Regions from separate parts of the Mus musculus genome. Here region 1 is linked to region 2. The links are chromatin contacts, called in public promoter capture Hi-C maps. All regions are on one chromosome and are shown on one strand. Each heading gives the region's core, a stretch centred on a gene start, on an enhancer-like site or on the middle of the called end of the contact. The rest is flanking DNA. Distances are from core to core; before and after follow the strand shown. Region 1 overlaps Agl (amylo-1,6-glucosidase, 4-alpha-glucanotransferase). Region 2 holds the start of Lrrc39 (leucine rich repeat containing 39).

Evidence for each region. Promoter capture Hi-C pulls out the DNA fragments that hold promoters and counts their contacts.
Region 1: a promoter capture Hi-C map of liver shows a contact between it and region 2, with 2.5 times the contacts expected there. The contact joins the enhancer-like site here to the promoter of Lrrc39 in region 2. A contact is called at or near these places in 11 of 39 promoter capture datasets (the C10 cell line, HPC-7-derived erythroid cells, cranial neural crest and 7 more), 2 of 484 Hi-C or Micro-C datasets (cardiomyocytes and embryonic stem cells), 2 of 115 datasets of contacts at active chromatin or transcription factors (both in embryonic stem cells) and 2 of 9 other capture datasets (adipose tissue and liver).

What each region holds. Positions count from the first base shown.
Region 1 is chr3:116,748,136-116,754,260 of GRCm38.p6, reverse strand. It overlaps Agl (amylo-1,6-glucosidase, 4-alpha-glucanotransferase), which reads left to right. Exons shown (of 34, transcript NM_001081326.1): 29 at 898-1,010; 30 at 2,065-2,276; 31 at 3,766-3,863. Among named protein-coding and RNA genes, the nearest start is that of Slc35a3, 39 kb to the right of the region's middle. Within about 2 kb of position 1,285, at least 4 of the 459 cell types and tissues checked have an H3K27ac peak or open chromatin away from gene starts, as enhancers often do. A contact at or near this core is called in liver, where this site is marked.
Region 2 is chr3:116,559,022-116,565,350 of GRCm38.p6, reverse strand. Lrrc39 (leucine rich repeat containing 39) reads right to left here and starts at 2,368. Exons shown (of 9, transcript NM_175413.4): 1 at 2,228-2,368. It also overlaps the pseudogene Gm9761.

The sequences.
Region 1 (6,125 bases), core at 36-2,535, 190 kb before region 2:
CAAGGGTTTTTCTTTTATGAGTTTAGAAGTTATCGACAAATATCACAAGTTCTTGATACTGATTTAAGCTTAGCAACTATTTTCTTTAAAAAGAAAAAAAAAATGTGCCCATTTGGGAGGTGCACATGTGTGCAGGCGCCTGTGGAAGCCAGCAGAGGTCATCTGATTGTGCCAGGCTACCGGCACTTGAAGGCTGCCCACTGTGGGTGCTGGGAGCTGAACCAGGGTGGTCTGCAAGAGCAGTAATTGCTCTTATCCAGTGAGCCACCTCTCCAGCCTGGAAATTGTTTTCTTATTAAAGATTTATCTTCAAACACATCAGCCAGGACTAAAGAGAAAGACCCAGTCTTCAAAGCTCAGGAACAAATGAGTGTCAGGAGAGCCTGGAGAGATGGCTGAGCTGTGAGGAAAGCCTGCTGCTGGGCGGGTCCCAAGCTTGCTTCCCAACACTCACCGTGGGAGGCTCTCAACCATTGCAACCAGTTCCAAGAGATCCGGTACTCTTATCTGGGCATCCACACGTGTGCCATGTGCACATAGATACACATGCATATACAAATAAAAATATGTCTTTTTAAATATTAGAAACAAAAATCAATGCCAAAATAGTAAGGGAGGAGATTTCTTATGTGATATCATATGTATATAATATGTATTACTTATAACGTGAAGATGTGGGCACAGGTAGTTGCTTGTATGGTGCATTAGGTACAATATTCACCAAATAGGTTGTTGTCGTTGGTAGTGGTTTGGTTTGGTTCTATTCTACCCAAAGCCTTCATTATTTCTAGACGTTCAACTCTGAGCTACATCCCCAACCCAGAATTACTTATTGAATGCCCTTTTAAATAATGGTTAAATAAACTCAACATAGAAAATACATTTTTCTAATTTTAGAGATGGGTCTGCTGTGGAAATCGTGGGCTTGTGTAAATCTGCTGTTCGTTGGTTGCTGGAATTGTCTAAGAAAAATATCTTTCCTTATCATGAAGTCAGAGTAAAAAGACATGGTAAGCTGGCCTGTTTCCAAGGAACCTACAAGTCATTAACCTTTGTCGCCGTCATTGGGTTCAGCCAATCAATACCAGAAAAGGCTAGCTTTTAAGAAGAAAGAAAAATGGTTAATTCCCAATATGGAAATGCTAACAGCTGGTTACTGACACCGTTCCTACAGCACCAGTGAGCTGAGAGAAGAGGCGGCGTGGTGCCTGCCTCCATGGCCTCTCCCTCACTCTGTGAGCAAGTCACGCACATGGGCAGTCTGGAAATCTTCCCATCCCTTTCTGGAACAATTCCTACGCAACAGAAGCAATGTTCCTACGCAACAGAAGCAATGTTTGAGCTACCTGTACAACTCTAGACTTTCTTTTTTTTTTTTTTAAAGATTTATTTATTTATTATATGTAAGTACATTGTAGCTGTCTTCAGACACTCCAGAAGAGGGAGTCAGATCTCGTTACGGATGGTTGTGAGCCACCATGTGGTTGCTGGGATTTGAACTCTGGACCTTCGGAAGAGCAGTCGGGTGCTCTAACCCACTGAGCCATCTCTCCAGCCCTAGACTTTCTAAAACGTAAAAAAGAAGTAGGTGGGGCTGGTGAGATGGCTCAGTGGGTTAGAGCACCCGACTGCTCTTCCGAAGGTCCAGAGTTCAAATCCCAGCAACCACATGGTGGCTCACAACCATCTGTAACAAGATCTGACGCCCTCTTCTGGAGTGTCTGAGGACAGCTACAGTGTACTTACATATAATAAATAAATAAATCTTTAAAAAAAAAAAAAAAAAAAAAGAAGTAGGTGAAAGTAACTGTATGTTTAATTCAGTGCATATGAAGTGTTATTTGTTAGCACAGTGTGTTGAGTATGAAGTTAGTCCTGAGCTGTTTGTCATTCTTTTGGGAGAGGTATTTGGTCTTTGAATTTATAGCATATCTCCATCTAAAGCAGCCACATTTTCTAAAACATAGATAATTTATTTCATAATGAAGCTAAATATGAAGTTTTGGCAATAACAGATGTTTAAATGTTCTGAAGATCTACAAAATGTCTCTTGTCACTTTTCAGGAAAGGTTGTGGCAGTCTCGTACGATGAGTGGAACAGAAAAATACAAAACAATTTCGAAAAGCTGTTTCATGTTTCCGAAGACCCTTCAGATCCTAACGAGAAGCATCCGAACCTGGTTCACAAACGCGGCATCTACAAGGACAGCTATGGTGCGTCGAGTCCTTGGTGTGACTATCAGCTCAGGCCCAACTTCACCATAGCAATGGTCGTGGTGAGTGATATAGTGCCTTCACATTTCAAAAATGTCATGGTAACTCTACTAAGGGCCTTTTTTCTTCTGTTTGGTTTTAAGTTCCACTTAACCATGAAACATTATTGCTTTCTGGATAGTATTCTATGGTTTTAGAGTAATTTAGTATGCATACCACCTCTAATCCAAAACATTTAGTGTCAAAAATGGAAAATAGTGGATGCAGAGAAACAAACGCTCCCAGAGTCACACATGCCCAGTACCTGGCGTCTATGCACACACTGGGCTGAATGGACTGGGTCTCTTAGGCCAGGTCCAGCTGCCTCAGTCGGCCTCAGCCCTCACCCTGGCCTGCTGAACATTTGTGTTACCTCAGCGCATGCCACAAACAGCTCCCCAGTGCACTAGACAGAAAGCTCTGTGTTAGGGAATGTCCACAGCAGCTTATAGTCACATCTGTCTCCTTTGTGGTCTTTCTCTCATTAGTTCTATTTAGCTAAGGATTATTTATTATTAATTATTATTTTGTTTTACCATTTTATTGGGGGGGGAGGAGGAGCCTGCATGTAATGTATGTCATGTATATGCAATGCCCCAAGAAGCCAGAAGAGGGCATCAGATCCCTGAGACTAGAATTACACCCTGTAGGTGTGGGGAAATTGAACCTATATCCTCTGGAAGAGAAGCTAGTGTGCCTAACCACTGAGCCATCTCTCCAGCCACCTAGCTAAGAATTCTTGATCCCCTTTTATTGTAAAATCTCAGTCTAAAAATAAACTCTTCAGGGCAGTGGACTAGGAGGACTGTGTTTAGCCATGCCTCCCTGGGTGTTTGACTTTGTCAAAAAGATTACTAAGCAGATATTACTAATTGTAGTGGTATGAAAGTGTACCCTTTCAGACTGGAGATGGCTCAGTGGTTAAGAGCAGTGACTGCTCTTCCAGAGGACCCGGGTTCATTTCCCAGCAACCACAACTCTCTGTAACTCACACCCTCACACTGATATGCATGCAGACAAAACCCAGCCATGCACATAAAATAAAAAGAAAGAAAGAGAGAGAGAGAGAGCAGGCTTGCACAGAGGCACTTTGGCGTGATGCCTTTGCTCCGCTTTCTCTGTAAGATGGGTGCAGATTTTCTCTCCTTCCACCCGTCGCAAGCATTTGTGCTGTTGGCGTACAAGTTCTGAGTTCATTATCGCCAAGAAGAGAGGAGAGAAGCTTCGGGTACGCGTATAGGGCTCCTGCACGCCTAGGACGTGGCAGCGGGAGGTGAGCTCTGCCTCCGGTGTAGCTGTGGCTCCTGTTTGGTTCTTGTTCACGGGTGGCCCCGGTGGCCCGTGCGCTCTCCCAGCCTCTCAGCCGAGAAAGGCGACTCAGATTCCGCCTCGGAGGATTAGAGTCGTCAGGTTCCACTCACCATCTGACCTACACCATATTCTTACATGAGTAAGAACTAATTGTTCTGCGATATTAAAATGTTTTTTCTTTGTTTATTTCACCTTCATTAGGCCCCTGAACTCTTTACTGCTGAGAAGGCTTGGAAGGCTTTGGAAATTGCAGAAAAAAAATTGCTTGGTCCCCTTGGCATGAAAACTTTAGACCCAGAGTAAGTTGGAATATTAGTATTAAGAAGGTTGTTGAGTTGGGTGGTGGGTGTGAATGCCTTTAATCTTAGTACCCAGGAGGTAGCAGAAGCAGGTAGCTCTGAGTTCAAGGCCAGTCTGGTTTACAGAATGAGTTTCAGGATGGACACAGAGAAACACTGTCTAGGAAAGGAAGGAAAGGAAAGGAAAGGAAAGGAAAGGAAAGGAAAGGAAAGGAAAGGAAAGGAAAGGAAAGGAAAGGAAAGGAAAGGAAAGGAGAAAGGAAAGGAAAGGAAAGGAAAGGAAAGGAAAGGAAAGGAAAGGAAAGGAAAGGAAAGGGGAAAGGGGAAAGGGAAAAGAAGAAGGCAGTTGAAATTGTGTTTAACCCACATAGATTAGTATTATTAGTATTAGGCTAGAGAGATGACTCAGCAGTAAAGAGCACTGACTGCTCTTCCAGAGGTCCTGAGTTCAATACCAAGCAACCATAGTGTGGCTCACAATCATCTGTAATGGGGTCTGATGCCCTTTCTGGTGTGTCTGAAGACAGCAACAGTGTACTCATATACATAAAGTAAATAAATAAATCTTTAAAATAGCTCTTGAGCCCAGCATGATGGCGTATACTTGTAGCCCAGCCTCTGGATAGTTGAAACAGGAGAATTGAGAGTCCATGATGGCCTTCCACTGTCTCACAAGTTTGAGACCAGCCTGGCCACATGAGAGCCCGCCTCGTGAGGAGCAGTTGGAAGGATGTAGCTCAGTGGTAGAGTGCATGCCTACCACATGTAGGACCCTGGGCTCTGTCCTCAGCACCACACCCCCATATTCATTTATGTGTATAAGTGTTCTGCCTTCATATATTTCTTTGTGCCACATGTGTGCCTGGTGCCCTTGGAGGCAGTAAGAGGGCATGGATCCCCTGGAACTGGAGTTACAGACAGTTGTGAACCATCATGTGAGTGCTGGAATTGAACCCAGGTCTTCTGCAAGAAGAACACATGCTCGTAACTGCTGAGCCATCTTTCCAGGCCCTCAAGGACAGTCTTTATGTTTTGTTTTTGTGGATAGTTTTTCCATACTCCTGGATAACCTACACTTGTTTGTGCTATTTTAAGTGGCAGGCATATGTGTCCACTTGTAGTGGTGGCTGTAATGATCTTCTTTTCCAGAAGTCTCCGTCCTTCCTGGACAATTGCACCACTCTTTCTGCCTAAATCAGTAAAGAACTGTGGTTTTTTTATCTTACAATTTGCATTTGCAAATGTCTTTACTTTTATAACCCTTTTCCTAAATTTCTAGGGTCTTTCTGGGTTTTTTGTTTTTGTTTTCTTATGTTTTGCCTACATGTAGCTCTGTTGCACCACTTGCATACAGTTCCCACAGAGGCCAGAAGAGGGCATCAGATACCCTGGAACTGGAGCTACCGGTGGTCGTGAGACATGTGGATTCTGGGAATTGAACCCTCATCCTCTGGGGGAGCAGCCAGTGTGCTTACCATCTGAGCCAGGCTTTTATACTTTATCACGTGCTGATTTCCACTGCAGACCAGGCCGGCCTCTGCCTCCAGAGTGGGGTGGAATTAAAGGCGTGTACCGCTATACATGGCCTGCCTTCTTTCTTTCTTGGTTGGGTTTTTGTTTTTGTAGCTTCCTGGAACTCACTCTGTAGACCAAGCTGGCCTTGAACTTAGAGATCTGCCTGCCTCTGCCTTCCAAGTGCTATGATTAAAGTCATGTGCCACCACTGCCCCTGTGTCAACTGGCCTTTCTATATACTGATCTTGCTATTTCGTTTCTGTTTATTGAGACAGAGTCTTACACAGCTGACACTGACCTTGAACTCCTGACCCTCCTGTCTCAACCTCCTAGCATTAGACACATACCACCATGCTTGGCTTGATTTCGTTCTTGATACCCAAAATTTTGTTTACAGATACTTGTTATTTTTTTGTCTGTTTGCATGTTCAGCTCAGGTGTGGTGGCACACAAAGGAAGGTCTCTGTGAGTTCAAAGCCAGCCTGGACTACTGAGACATTTCCAGGGCAGCCAGGGGCGCACAGTCAGGCCCTGTCTCAAACTCTAAGCCCTCAAAAACAAACAGAAGACTTGCTGATCTCACTAAAAGTTAATGATAAAGGTTCATATGGCCACTTTGTGTCATGAAACAACATCTTAAAAGTTACAATTTAGTTAAATTGTACTTACTTACTTACTATGCATAACTCATCTGTTGGCAATGTTTATAACACTGCTCAGTATATAACTTTGTTTTAAATTCTACAT
Region 2 (6,329 bases), core at 1,119-3,618:
AAGGGAGCACACATGGTTGGAACAGGAACTGCTGTCCAATCCGCTTCCTTTGTTACCATGTCGTCCATGATAATGAAAACCTGCAACCAGACTTGCATCCAGCTATGGGAAAGTAATTAAGCTACGATACATTAGGCAAGTCTGGGGCCCTCAAGATGGCTCCACAGGTAAAGGTGGTTGCCACCAGCCTGACAGCATGCAGAGGCCCCAGGCCCCAGCTGTGTCTACAACATAAGGCTTCCTACAAGGAAATCAATTAAGCCTGGTTTTGTTTTGTTTTAAGATGGCTGGAGAGACAGCTCCATAACTAAGAGCGTTTGCTCCTCTCCTGGGGACTGAGGCTTGGTTCCCAGCATCCATATCCTGACGTTCCCACTGCCTATCTCCAGTTCATGGGGATCTGATGCCTTCTCCTGACCTCCAAAGGCATCCACACACATGTGGTATACAATTTCACAGAAATACATATGTGGTATACAATTCCACAGAAATGCACACAGAAATACATCTGTGGTATACAATTCCACAGCAATGTACACAGGAATACCTATGTTTTAGAAATAACAAAGTAAGTAGATAACTGTTTTGCATTTTTATGAGAAAGAGTAGGAGAACTTTTAGGAAACAGGAGACGGCTTGTGCAGAAGACAGAGAGTACAGTAGCAGAGGCCACAGGAAATGTGGCTGTGACCAGCGTGTGCTCCACGTGTGCATCACGATGTTGTGGAGAAACCCGTTGTTTGCATCTAACATTTAATAAGAAGGAAGAAAAAGAGGCAACCAAGTAAAACCAGCAAGGTAGGAAAAGCCCAGGAAATCCAAATGGCAAAAACAAAACAAAACAAAACAAAACAAAACAAAACAAAACAAAAACCCACAGACTGTACTTAGCCTTAAGATTCTATAGATTAAACCATAGTAAACTATCTATACATACCTCATCAAAATGGCCAATTGTACTAGACTGACTCTACCAACTATTGGTGAAAGTTTGGGTGAGAGGATTCCCCCAGTGCTTTGCATTGGTGGAACTGTGAGTTGGTTGTAACTACTTTCAAAGAGCATAGGTGATATACGAGGTATAGACATTCCTGCTCACTATGAACAAGTGTCCCCCAACAATGATTTTTCAAAATAGTATAATAATTAGTAATAATAATAATAAAATGAATGCATCATGGAATTTTGCTTTTTCATGGATACCTTCATTTGGCCCAGGACGTTTGGCTAATCATGTCTAAATTGTAGAATTAGAATTAAAATTATTTGAGGCTCATGGAGGCAGTCAGAAAAGGAACCCGAAAAGAGCTGTCAGAAGAAAACTTTGGGTTGCTTTGTCATCTACAATATGCAGAGTATTACTTAGAGAGGGATGTGAGCAGAGTGCGCGGAGCCCACAGACAGGAGCTGAGTGTGAGATCTTTCTGCAGTCAAGAGACCTTGGGATCAGGCATAATAGTATATGTCTGTTGATGGGCTGATGCAGGAGGATGGTACGTTTGAGAGCAGCTTAGGTACACCACAACACCTTACCAAAATAGGAAAGAAGGAAGGAAGGAAGGAAGGATAAAAAAGGAAAGAAAGGAAGTCAGGAAAGAATGGACAAATAAGAGAAGAGAGTGGGAGGTGGAAGGAGGAGCCTTGAAGAACATGTACTGGGGACCTTACTGCCTGGACATGTCACCTAGAATTTATTGTATCAGATGTTAATAAAGCTGATGTATGTACTAAATACTTTCAACCATATACAATTAAAATATTTCATGAATGCAAGCTATCTCCGTATTGCATTATCTTTATATAAACTCTCATTTGTTAACTTATTTCATTGCTTGACATTAAATATTGGTCATCTCTAATACTAATTTCCTTAACATGACAGATTTGCTTCAGAAAAAAAACAAGTTTGTAACAAGGCATTTCTGCATCTAGCTCCTTTGTGAAGGAAAGGCACACAGCACAGCAGCGAGCTAAGTGTGTCAATGACACGGTGGGGCAGCTGCTTTCAAAAGTTAAACAACTGAAGAAACACAACCTTAAACTCTAACTTTCAGGAAGCCTATCTCCTGTGTCCCAGAGGACGACGGCTAGGTAAGTGACCACAGCCCCCTTACAAGGCTCAGAAGTTATATCTGTGATCAGCTGATAAACTTTTTCAGTGAGATCGTCACCTGTAATTTCTTTAAGCAGAAGGAACGGAGGAAAATTGTTTCGGAAAAGCACTTACCATAGGGGGTTGCTGCAGCCAACATGCCCAGAGCTCCCTGATTCTCAGCTAGAATCAGATCCAAGGTGATTTTTTTTTCCCCCAGTGTGGCTCCAAATGACTAAAACTCTGTCGGGCTGTGACCAAGTGAAAAGTCATGTCAGCCTACTTCTAATTTTAGCTCCTGGACAAGGCTGAGAATAGCAAGAGTCACGTGGGGCTTCTGTGCAAAGGTTCAACTGATAATGTACGTGAGTGCGTTCCTACAGACACCAGGGAAGTCTCTGATAATGTACGTGAGTGTGTTCCTACAGACACCAGGGAAGTCTCTGATAATGTATGTGAGTGTGTTCCTACAGAAACCAGGGAAGTCTCTGATAATGTACATGAGTGTGTTCCTACAAACACCAGGAAAGTCTCTGGGAGAACCATTTCTTTTTAAATTAATTTAAATTTTTTAACTGTGTGTGTGTGGGGGGGGTGTTTTGTGTGCATGTATGGCTGTGTGCCACATGCATGCAGTGCCCTGCAGGCCAGAAGAACTTGTTGGGTCTCCTGGAACTGGAGTGATGGATGGTTGTGTGCTATCACATGGATGCTGGGAAATGACCCTGGGTCTCCTGCAGGAGCAAGTGCTCTTAAGCACTGCACCATCTCTCCGGCCTCTTGGAGGGAGAACAATTTCTAAGTGCCAGAAAAGAATTCTTTCTAAAAGTCCGTCCACTTTTCATGACTTACAGATCTTACATACTTAACAGAACATAGTGGATCTGTTGGAAGCAAAGCAACTTCAAAATACACTGATGTGCAACAGGACAAAGCCCCTCACTACCTTGAAGTAAAAGCCCCAGTGCTTCAGATGAATGAATAGGGAAGGTGTGGCGAGGAACCGCAATTTGTGCTGCACCTAAGCTTCAGTTTCAGGGAGAAATGGTTGACTGAAGCCCTGTCCAGTCCACCTCCTTCTGCTATCAGGTACACTCTCAAGCCTAGGACTTCAGACTTAATTAACTTTCCATTTTTAACTCTCAGCTCCCACAGACAGGACCTAATTCCATGTTCTTAAGAATTATACATACAGCCAGGTGGTAGTGGAACACACTTTTAATTCCGGCACTCCAGGGAAGCAGACACAGGCAGATCTCTTTGAGTTTGAGACCAGCCTGGTCTACAGAGCTAGTTCTAGGACAGCCAAAGCTACACAGAGAAACAGTGTCTTGAAACCTCTCACACCAAAAAAGACAATTATACTCTTAGCTTTTAAAAATCTGTACACATCTGTACACAGATAAAATATAAGAGGTAAAACTGAAAGACCTCCGAAGGGAGTCCCTCACTCAAGTCTCGGGATAATAGTGGACCCCCAAGAACTCATGAGAGACCAAACTTGATGCAAACCACAGGAGGCTTTATTCGGGAAAACCAGAGCTCTGGGGACGACTCATATCTCACGCAGGGGTAGAGGAGTCAACCCCGAGGGGACAGGGGTCCCAGGTTTTATAGGCCCTCAGGGGGGAAAGGAGAAGGGGGAGAGTAGGGGATTTCCAGATCTAAACAATGTCTATTCTAAAATGATTGATTCCTCAAGAAATGGGTATGGGGGCCATTTCGTGACGCCGCGGGACCGAGAATCTGTAGGAGCAGAGCCAGAGGGAAGCGGGTGGGCCTGTCGGAGCGTTAGGATTTGAGCTTGGGCCTTTTGAACCCAGGATCTCGAAATGCATCGTGATTCCTGTCCCTTGGATTGTAAGGTTTATGTAGGTAATCTTGGAAATAATGGAAACAAGACTGAATTAGAACGGGCTTTTGGCTATTATGGACCACTCAGAAGTGTGTGGGTTGCTCGAAACCCTCCTGGCTTTGCTTTCGTCGAATTTGAGGATCCCCGAGATGCTGCTGATGCTGTCCGGGAACTAGATGGAAGAACACTGTGTGGCTGCCGTGTAAGAGTGGAACTGTCGAATGATGAAAAGAGAAGTCGGAATCGTGGGCCGCCTCCCTCTTGGGGTCGTCGTCCTCGAGATGATTACCGCAGGAGGAGTCCTCCACCTCGGCGCAGATCCCCAAGAAGGAGAAGCTTTTCCCGAAGCCGGAGCAGGTCACTTTCTAGAGATAGGAGAAGAGAAAGGTCTCTGTCTCGTGAGAGAAATCACAAGCCGTCTCGATCCTTCTCTAGGTCTCGTAGCTGATCTAGGTCAAATGAAAGGAAATAGAAGATCAGTTTGCAAAAGTGGTGTACAGGAAATAACTTCATCTGACAGGAGTATGTACAGGAAATTAAAGTTTTGTTTGAGACTTCATAAGCTTGGTGCATTTTTAAGATGGTTTAGCTGTTTAAATTTGTTTTGTCTCTTGGAACAGTGACACACAAAACAATGTAATTCTCTATGGTTTTCAGATGGATCATAAGAGGCACGTGATATCAAGAATTGTTACTTTACAATGTTCCCTTAAGCAAGATTTAATTTTCTTTGAATTTTAGTTTTTCATAGACTGAAATAAACCTAGGTCCTGCCCAAAAAAAAAAAAAAAAAAAAAAAAAAAGAAATGGGTATGGGAGGGAAACAAGGAAAGAGTCTAATGAAGGTGCAGCAACTACGGATTGGCCCCGACTGTGGTTGCTGGGGAGATTTTCCGACTCTATCCCAGCAACCAATATAGCAACCAATATCATAAACACCTGGCAGTGAGGTGCAGCAGTGGGCACACACCTGGGTTCAAGGAACGGTCAGAACATTGGCAGACACACGGGTTCAAGGAGCAGCCAGAGCATTGTGCACCTCTATTTTTCTAAATCAGTGAAGCTATTTCTACTGACAATGAAATCTATTTTGCCAGTTGCAGGGCTTCTGTGACCTTTTACACTCTGTCAGGATCTTTCAAAACTATCTAATTTTTATGTTATGTCTACACACAGACGCATACACAATGCTTTAGTGCTGTGCTAGAACACAGGATCTTGCCGTATGCTTGATATGCACTCTACCACTGAGCCACACCCACAGCTCTTCAGAACTCTATAATATCATGTTCTGTTAGCATATATTGTTTCTACAAAAATAATGGGTTTCATCGAGTTTTCTCCATAAAGACCAACCTAGTCTACATGAGACCCTGGAGACAGAGACAGAGAGACTGAGATATTTATCCCCAGATTGTTTTCTGAGGGCTATCCTAAAGCACACTTCCTACCAGAGAATAAGTGTTTCCATATTGTCTTCAACACTTACCTTCCATCTGATCCTCCTGCATCAGCCGGGGTGCTAGGGCTAAGGGCATGCTGGGTTTTACATGGTGATTCCATGCAATCTGGGCAAGCACCGTCAACTGAGCTACATCCCAGACCTTCCCCGTATGTTGAATGAGGTATCAAGTGCACAACAAATTAAAAGGAGGTGTTTATTCTGCTTCATATTGGTGGGCCACTTTCAGTTCTATGGAAATAATTAATCTTTCCCAAGAAATTAGTGTGAATTATGCAACACTGTTTTCTGGTATTGGCCCAGCTTTTGAGAAAATCTTATGATCAGTTTGAAAAAAATCAACCATCTTCTCCTTTTTTTCTTTCTCCAAGGGTTTATTTCATGTGTATGAGTGTGTCACCTGCGGATATGTCTGCGGTGCCCAGAGAGGTCAGAAGATGGCACCTGATTTTCTGGAACTGGAGCTACAGATCGGATATGAGCCATCCCGTGGGTGGTCGGGAAAGCAACCTTGTTTTGTCGTCAGAGCAACAGATATTAACAGCTGAGCCATCTCTCCAGACCCGATTTGATTTGATTTGATTTGATTTGATTTGATTTGATTTGATTTGATTTGATTTGATTTTTCAGGTGACAGTCTTTCTGCATTGCTCTGGTTGATCTGAAGTTCTAGAGCTCAAAAAAGATTCGTCTCCCTCCGCCTTCTACCCAGCTAGGACCGTGGGTGCAAGCCTACAGGCCCGGCTTTTATGATCATTTGTAATATGCACAAACTGTATGAGAAATGATACAGTGAGGGTATTTTTTTTTGTGTGTGTGTGTGACAAGTGAGTTTTGCTCTTTATTATCAGCCATTTAATGTCTCCTGATAAAATTCAATACATTTAAATTTCATCTTAATTACCTTAGACTCAGGGCTA